2 separate regions of the Hordeum vulgare genome follow, and region 2 is linked to region 1. The links are chromatin contacts, called in public Hi-C maps. All regions are on one chromosome and are shown on one strand. The core of a region is the stretch at or near the end of the contact, and the rest is flanking DNA. Distances in the headings are between cores, read along the strand shown. Region 1 overlaps LOC123444954 (metal tolerance protein 5). Region 2 holds the start of LOC123440549.

Region 1 (3,714 bases), core at 538-3,037:
GTTTGGTTTCGTTAAGACAAGGCTTGCCCAGGAATTGCTTTGTTAATATGTGTATTTTATGACATGAAATTGGTGTCACTAGATTCGTTTTCAACAGTACTTCCAGCTATTCGTGGTTTTGTATCATAGATACCATTTATTAATAGAGTAATTCTTCGTCAAAGCCTTGATCTGTATCCTTATTGTGAAGACAGAAGCCTTGTGTTGATTTTGGCTAGTTAAGTTTCCCAGTTGCCATGACCAGTGTGCTTTTGCCAACTCTGCTCCTTAAAAGAAAATAAAGATTTTGCTATAAGCACTATACTTTTCCTACTAAACCTTTTCTTGTTACGTTGTACCCGGACTTATCACATTCTCTTTTTTTTTTTGGTCTGGCAAATAATTAGCTAAATGTAGGCCATGGCAGCTGTAATGTGAGCTTCTGAAATTCTCCCTTTTGAACCACTGTTGTTGCTGCACAGTTCCCTCTGAAAAATGTAGGTCTGGGAGTACCTTTTTTATCAATATAGTTTGCAAAACCTTTGTTCCTGCGCAGTTCCCTTTTGAACCACATCTATGTATCCCTTACTCTGGAACTATGACTCTTAGATACAAACTTTAGTTCTTCCATTATAAATTTTGTTTGCTCATATTATCCTATCATTTTCTAGGGAGGTGAATTCAGTTTGACAAATGAGCAGGAAAAGTGGGTTGTGGACATCATGCTCTCAGTGACGCTGGTGAAACTTGCCCTGGCTTTATATTGCCGCACATTCACCAATGAAATTGTCAAGGCTTATGCACAGGATCACATTTTCGATGTGATCACTAATATAATTGGTCTTGTGGCTGCACTACTAGCAAATTATTTTGAAGGATGGATCGACCCAGTCGGTGCAATTATTGTAAGTGGTTCCCCTTCCCTCTCTTCTGTCTTATTTTCATGGCAATTGATCTCTTCTTCCTTCTGTATCCGAAGCTGCATCCCAATATTGATCACTTCCTTCAGTTGCCTGGCTCCAAAAATGACGACAACCGAATAACACGAGTGAAAGAGCGGACAGTGTGCTATTTTGAAATTAACAGTTGATTTTCAGAGAAAAATATTAATCATGAGTTGGTTCTTCATTTGCAGCTAGCAATCTACACCATCAGGACATGGTCGATGACGGTGCTGGAAAACGTTCACTCGCTTGTCGGGCAGTCGGCTTCGCCAGAGTACCTTCAGAAGCTGACCTACCTATGCTGGAACCACCACAAGGCCGTGAGGCACATCGACACGGTGCGCGCCTACACGTTCGGCTCGCACTACTTTGTGGAGGTGGACATTGTGCTGCCGGCGGGCATGCCGCTGAAGGAGGCGCACGACATCGGTGAGGCCCTGCAGGAGAAGCTGGAGTGCCTGCCCGAGATCGAGCGCGCCTTCGTCCACCTCGACTATGAGTTCACACATCGGCCCGAGCACGCTCTGTCCCATGACAAGTAGCTTCAGGTTCAGGCAGTGGGTGCAGCTCTGTACAGATTAAAGGCTGAAGCTGTTTATTTTTAGCGTCAATGGTTTCAGAAATCAGCTGTTCGTCAGCCTCGCGGAAAAACCTGCGGGTGCAGCACTCAATTGAAAGGGAAACGTTACCTTCCAGCCGGCTGATTCTGCTATCGCGTCCACTGCCACCTTTGTTTGCCACGTGGCCGGACGGACGAGCCGTGACCGTTTTCCTAAAACAATTTGTTCATGCAGCTTAGAAGTAGTTGACCGCAAAAGGAGGGAACCCAGGCGTGGAGACGATCGACTTCCACTGGATCAAGCCAAGAGCTCGCTGGCCGCCTCCTCTCCAGTCTGGCAAGCAACGGGACCAGCCTCCTCTCCAGTCCGGCAAGCAACGGGACCAGCCTCCTCTCCAGTCCGGCAAGCAACGGGACCAGCCTCCTCTCCAGTCCGGCAAGCAACGGGACCACGCCGCCTTCCCTGGTCAGATCCCGTCGCCGGGGAGCTTCCCTGCTCGTTCCTGCAGCATCCCAAGGCGAGCTCGCGTGCCTGACTCTCCGTCAAGCATGGATCCCGACTGGGTAGTGCTTCTGCAACGTGACTTTCGTTGCAAAAATTCCTGAAGACGAAGAAAAAAAAATCTGTAACAAGCAAATTGTTTTTGAAACTCGACCGTTGTTTCAGGAATTAACGGATCCAAAGTTTATTTCTTGCGGCAAAGCGAAAGTTTCCGTAATTTGAGCGTCGTTTCAGGAAATAACTACTGACCATGCGGCGGAGATGCGGGACGTTAGATCGGCATCTCGCCTTCCCTGGTCAGATCCCGTCGTCGGGGAGCTTCCCTGCTTGTTCCTGCAGCATCCCAAGGCGAGCTCGCGTGCCTGACTCTCCGTCGAGCATGGATCCCGACTGGGTAGTGCTTCTGCAACGTGACTTTCGTTGCAAAAATTCCTGAAGACGAAGAAAAAAAAATCTGTAACAAGCAAATTGTTTTTGAAACTTGACCGTTGTTTCAGGAATTAACGGATCCAAAGTTTATTTCTTGCGACAAAGCGAAAGTTTCCGTAACTTGAGCGTCGTTTCAGGAAATAACTACTGACCATGCAGCGGAGATGCGGGACGTTAGATCGGCATCTGACGGCTAACTAGGTGACGGATAATTTTTAAAAATCACCCGGTGAACGCCCCTAATTGAAATGCGCATACTGGAGTGACAGATATGGCGATGCCCATGTTGATTGTGCCTTTCTAAGTTGTCATGCCACCTACGTTGCATATGTATTTCAGTATCGGCCAAAAGATATCATCGCTGATTTACCTGGGACTGTGCCAGATATGGCGATGCCCATGTTGATTGTGCCTTTCTAAGTTGTCATCTCACCGACGTTGCATATGTATTTCAGTATCGGCCAAAAGATATCATCGCTGATATACCTCGGACTGTGAAACGGACAGAGATCACGTTTGCATGTCACCGTGTGTCTTGCGGTCTAAATTTAAATTTAAACATTGTAAAAAACTTTAAAAAAAATCATGCATGTTCACAACACATATTAAGATAACTCTTAATATGTTCAGATCAAAATTCGAAACATACATCGAGAAACAAAAAAGAGAAACTCAGATGTGAATAGCCTACAGAGAACCATTCGCGAACTATTCATGAGAGATTTCTCTTTTTTGTTTCTCGATGTATATTTCGAATTTTGATCTGAATTTTTTAGGGGTTATCTTAATATGTGCTGTGAACATGCATGTTTTTTTTCAGATTTTTTAGTAGTGTTTAAATTTGAATTTAGGCAGTAAGGCACACGATGACATGCAAAACGATGACATGCAAAACGTACATGTCACCTGATCTCTGTCCCTGTGAGACATGCTGTTTGGCTGATCACTGATGATTTCCCATCACTGGCCGCTGGCCAGCCAGTGAAGTTTTCACAGTGGGCGTCGAGGATACAATGAACATTTTTTTTTTGAAAGAGGGGTTTCCCAGCCTTATTTTATTGATGAAGCAGCAACGAGAAACAAAGACGATCAGTTCATAGCCTACTACCAGCTACTAAATATAATTCTTTTTAGAGGTTCCATTATTGGACTACATATGGATGTATGTAGATATATTTTAGAGTATAGATTCATTCCTTTTGCTCCGTATGTAGTCCTCTAGTGAAATCTCTAAAATGACTTATATTTAGAAACAGAGGGAGTAGAAAGCAAATCAAAAGATCCAGGCAAAACCACATAGA
Region 2 (3,797 bases), core at 330-2,829, 73 kb after region 1:
CTCCATATTTAAGATGAATGTGAGGGTTTGCGAACAGTTCAGATATATATGAACGATATAAGGGGTTTGGATGACTTCTTTTTCTTCTGTTTTTTCTGTTCGACACGTCACTGATCATTCGAAGGGTCCGGTTGACGCGCGCAGCCCAGCCCGTGGGGGGAGAGAGAGAGAGAAAGAAAGAGTACGTAGAAAAAGCCACCCAAAGATCAGAATGGGACAGGACCAGCTTTCCTTTTGACAGCAACAAGCTAGTCGCCGCTCACATGTAGATGTGGGGGTATGTACAGATGGGTACAAATTACAGGCCGCAAACGCGCGCGCGTACGTCTGGTCGTCTCCACCGGACGTCTATTTCCCACCTCCACGTTTACAACATGGCATACTAGTATGCATACAAGATTCGAGACGCCCCGGTGGATTGGTGATTCTGAATCTTTTCGATTTTGGACCAACCGGCTGAATGTATGCTTGCTGCTCGGTGGATCATCCGGCTGGAGCTGAGCGGCAGGGGTACGTCCGTGGCGTGGCTAGCTACGATTTATTTACACACACACCATCATACTGTATATTTTAGTTTTGTGCATATATGCATGGATCCCGTCGGCCTCTAGTCGTCGTTGTCGTTGTTGTCGTTGTCGTCTGTGTTCCTTGAGGTGGACGCCTGGTCTGAGGGACTGCCCTTGTGCGACGGCGACTCACCGCCTCGGTCCTTCTTGTACGTCTCGAAGAACTCCCTGTTCTCCTTCTCCAGCTCCTTCCACACTGTTGCCCACGTACAGCAGATCGTTAGAAGTCTTAATTCAGGACATCTGAATCCATAAGCCCCTTACTGGCTAAACAACTTAACATGCTGAATTGCTGATCGATCAAAGCTAGCTAGCTAGCCTTGCTTAGCCCGGAGATGCAAACCCTCAAAGAATTTCTAGCTAGGCCCATCCCATCTAGAACGTAGGGCGGAAGAACATCTCCCTTCCTCTGCATGCATGCAGTGATGCAGATACGCAAATGCCAGAAATTAAGGCAGTGGAGCGATCGATGGCAAACTCTGCGTGTCTACGCCTCGTAACCATCGAAGCCGCCGATCAAAGCAATGCGAGGGGTGGACGGAGGCATTACCAGTGGACGTGACGGCGGGCATGATGTTGGCGTGCTTCTCCAGCGCCTGCACGCATTCCTCCTTGTCCATGTCGTAGCAGATGCACTTCTCGATCAGATGCTGCACCTGCATGCACGCCGCCGCGGATGCGGATGCAGCACACACATGGCCAATCCTGAATCAGCAATAGGAAAATGGCGTGTGCAGATAGGTTCTCAATCAGATCACCGTCATGCTGCGCGAACGTACCAGCCGGATGTAGGACGCCGGGGACGACGAGTCGTCGGCCATGGCGATCCGGTCGACGAGCGCACCAAGACCCAATTCAGGGAAGAGCAGGTGGTAGAGCTTCCTCAGGACAGGAGAGATAGCTAGAAGCCGATCGAAGCCCGCCCGCTGAGAGCAGCTGTGGTGGCTGTTGCTAATGGCGTCCGGCCGGGATCGCGGGGAGTGAACTGACGGGAGCGTGACAGGTAACACCACCGGCGGTGTAGGGAGGTAGAAATAGGCGAGGGGGAGCTAGGAGAGGGACATGTCAGCGTGTGGGGGCTGCGCGGTCACGTGGGCGCGCCATCCCCATTCGTCCAGAGGTGATGGCGGGGATTTTTTGGGGCCCGCCGCGCCACTCTGCCTTACCCTCTCTTCTCTGTCCGTCCGGCTCTCGTTTTGTTTCGGCATGGTTTGGTCGATCCACCGTCCCTTCCACGCGAAATGGGGGTTTTGGGACCGTCCGATGCGCGGTCCTCCGAAATAAAGGGCAGAGAAAGCGCGGCATTTTCTTGCCTTTTATCAATTCCCACCCGTTCGGTCGTAGCTCACCAAAATCCATCAAGATTGCGGCCATTTTAATAGATTCACGCCGCTCCAAAGATTCGTAGATCGAGTGAAAGATGAGGCCAGAGTCTGCAAAGTCGCCAGTTGTGGTCGCTTCTCAGTTTCGTACAATTTTTCCTCATTTTACTTTTAGGTGCTGTTTCCCCTTAGGTTTCTAATGGCTTTGATGCTGGTCATGTAAGATGTAACCACGGTTGTAAACACCTATTTTTGTCCACGTTTAGTTCAATACATGCAGTTCTCCTGCATGGTTTGAAAAAATTCGACCATTTCGCGGACATCAAAGTACTAAGATCAGGAAAGAAAAAGAAACTCGGGGACAATTGATGAACTTGGGTGAGTGGGGTCCAACTAGTACAAACATCGGGATCTCATATGGATTTCACTTAACTGGTCTAAGAAATCGTTATATTTTGTTTTTCACACACTATAGATGCTTTTTTAACGATCCTATTTACTAAAATTTGGAGAAATCCAGTCTTAAGGATTTCATTATCATGTGAGGGCCCTTTAGATTATGAAATCTTGATTTTCTTAGAAACACAATACAAACGTATGTGCTAACTGTACACCCACTGTTATGAATGCGTGCATGCACACCGTACTTTCTTGAGCACCCGGAGAGATTAAACCTGAAATAATAGTGTCAAAATGACTAAAATAAATTTTGGAATATCTAAGCACCCGTGCCAAGTCTAGGATTTAAACCTAGGTGGGGATTGAACCTAGATGGGCACGTTCCACCACAAGGAACCTACTTATGCCTGGTTCTCATATGTATTTGAAATTAAAACCCTACAGAATGTATTCCTCCTATGCGTCAATTCAATAGGAAATCCAATTAACATGATCTAAAAAACTCTACCTCTCTCGACTCTCTCTTCCTCTCCTAGTTCCTCTAAATGTTATTGCTTATTTTGTTTGGACTATCCAGAGGCACCACTATAAATTCTTGTGTTTGAAAATGTTGTTGGATTTTGTATGTATAACACATGACATTTGGGTCGTCTTTTCTTATATCTATTCTTACATTTCCAATATCCCGTTGTCCAAAGAAGCTATACAACAACGTTTGTATAGATGGAATAATTTCCAACTCAAAGGAGCAGCCAAATTTCCACCCAAAACAGGAAAATAGTCTCCTTGGTAAGTTAGCAAAATTGTAAGCTTCAAGCGATGTGTTCTACCAGAGTAGTGTTCCATTATATCATGGTCCACTATTTTTTGAATTCATGCGTTCTCTTGACATTGACCATACTAAACCACCCCCTATGGCAGAAAGCATAGAAAAATGTCATAAACCATCCTAATTGTTCGGCGTTGCCTGGCCCTTGACTTCATTGACTTGTATTGTCGATGCCACAAATGTCCCTATCCCAACATAGCCAAATCAATAATCCTTCACATGTCTTATAGTAGCCTCCCTCAATGCGATCCTTCTTGTTACTTGTAGCTCCAATAGAGTTGAGACTACACTTGTATAAGGAAGGTTGGACATATGAAAAAACCATCTAATACATCCCATTTCTCTACCGTTGTGTCGTTCTAGCCTTGAATTATCCAAACATCCAATGTTCTTAATATGGAGGGACAAGTATGTCAGTGAGAATGGAACAATACACAATGCCATGGATAAAAAGGTGAATTATGATTACTTGCACAATCGATTCTACATTGTGTATATCTCAAGGTGATGTGGCTCCATGGATCTTTCGAACGTTGCCCTCGTGCAATTTAACAACATATAATATCCATATGATAGACGGGTAACCTACGGTGGTGGAGGCATCCGCGAGACCTTTCCGCTACGAGATCTCATCACTTGTCGTGGCTGGGTTGAGGGCGGTCTGGCTAGGAAAGAACACCA

What was found. Hi-C and Micro-C count contacts between places; a contact is called where the count stands out from the background.
Region 2: a Hi-C map of leaf shows a contact between it and region 1, with 4 times the contacts expected there. The contact joins the promoter of LOC123440549 here to the enhancer-like site in region 1. A contact is called at or near these places in 2 of 6 Hi-C or Micro-C datasets (leaf and seedling).

What each region holds. Positions count from the first base shown.
Region 1 is chr3H:551,895,899-551,899,612 of MorexV3_pseudomolecules_assembly, forward strand. It overlaps LOC123444954 (metal tolerance protein 5), which reads left to right. Exons shown (of 6, transcript XM_045121848.1): 5 at 651-884; 6 at 1,115-1,618. The coding sequence ends at 1,465. Among protein-coding and RNA genes, the nearest start is that of LOC123444954, 6.2 kb to the left of the region's middle. Within about 2 kb of position 1,788, at least 2 of the 3 cell types and tissues checked have open chromatin away from gene starts, as enhancers often do. A contact at or near this core is called in leaf, where this site is marked.
Region 2 is chr3H:551,969,266-551,973,062 of MorexV3_pseudomolecules_assembly, forward strand. LOC123440549 reads right to left here and starts at 1,580. Exons shown (of 3, transcript XM_045117114.1): 1 at 1,346-1,580; 2 at 1,117-1,222; 3 at 205-762. The coding sequence starts at 1,387. The coding sequence ends at 608.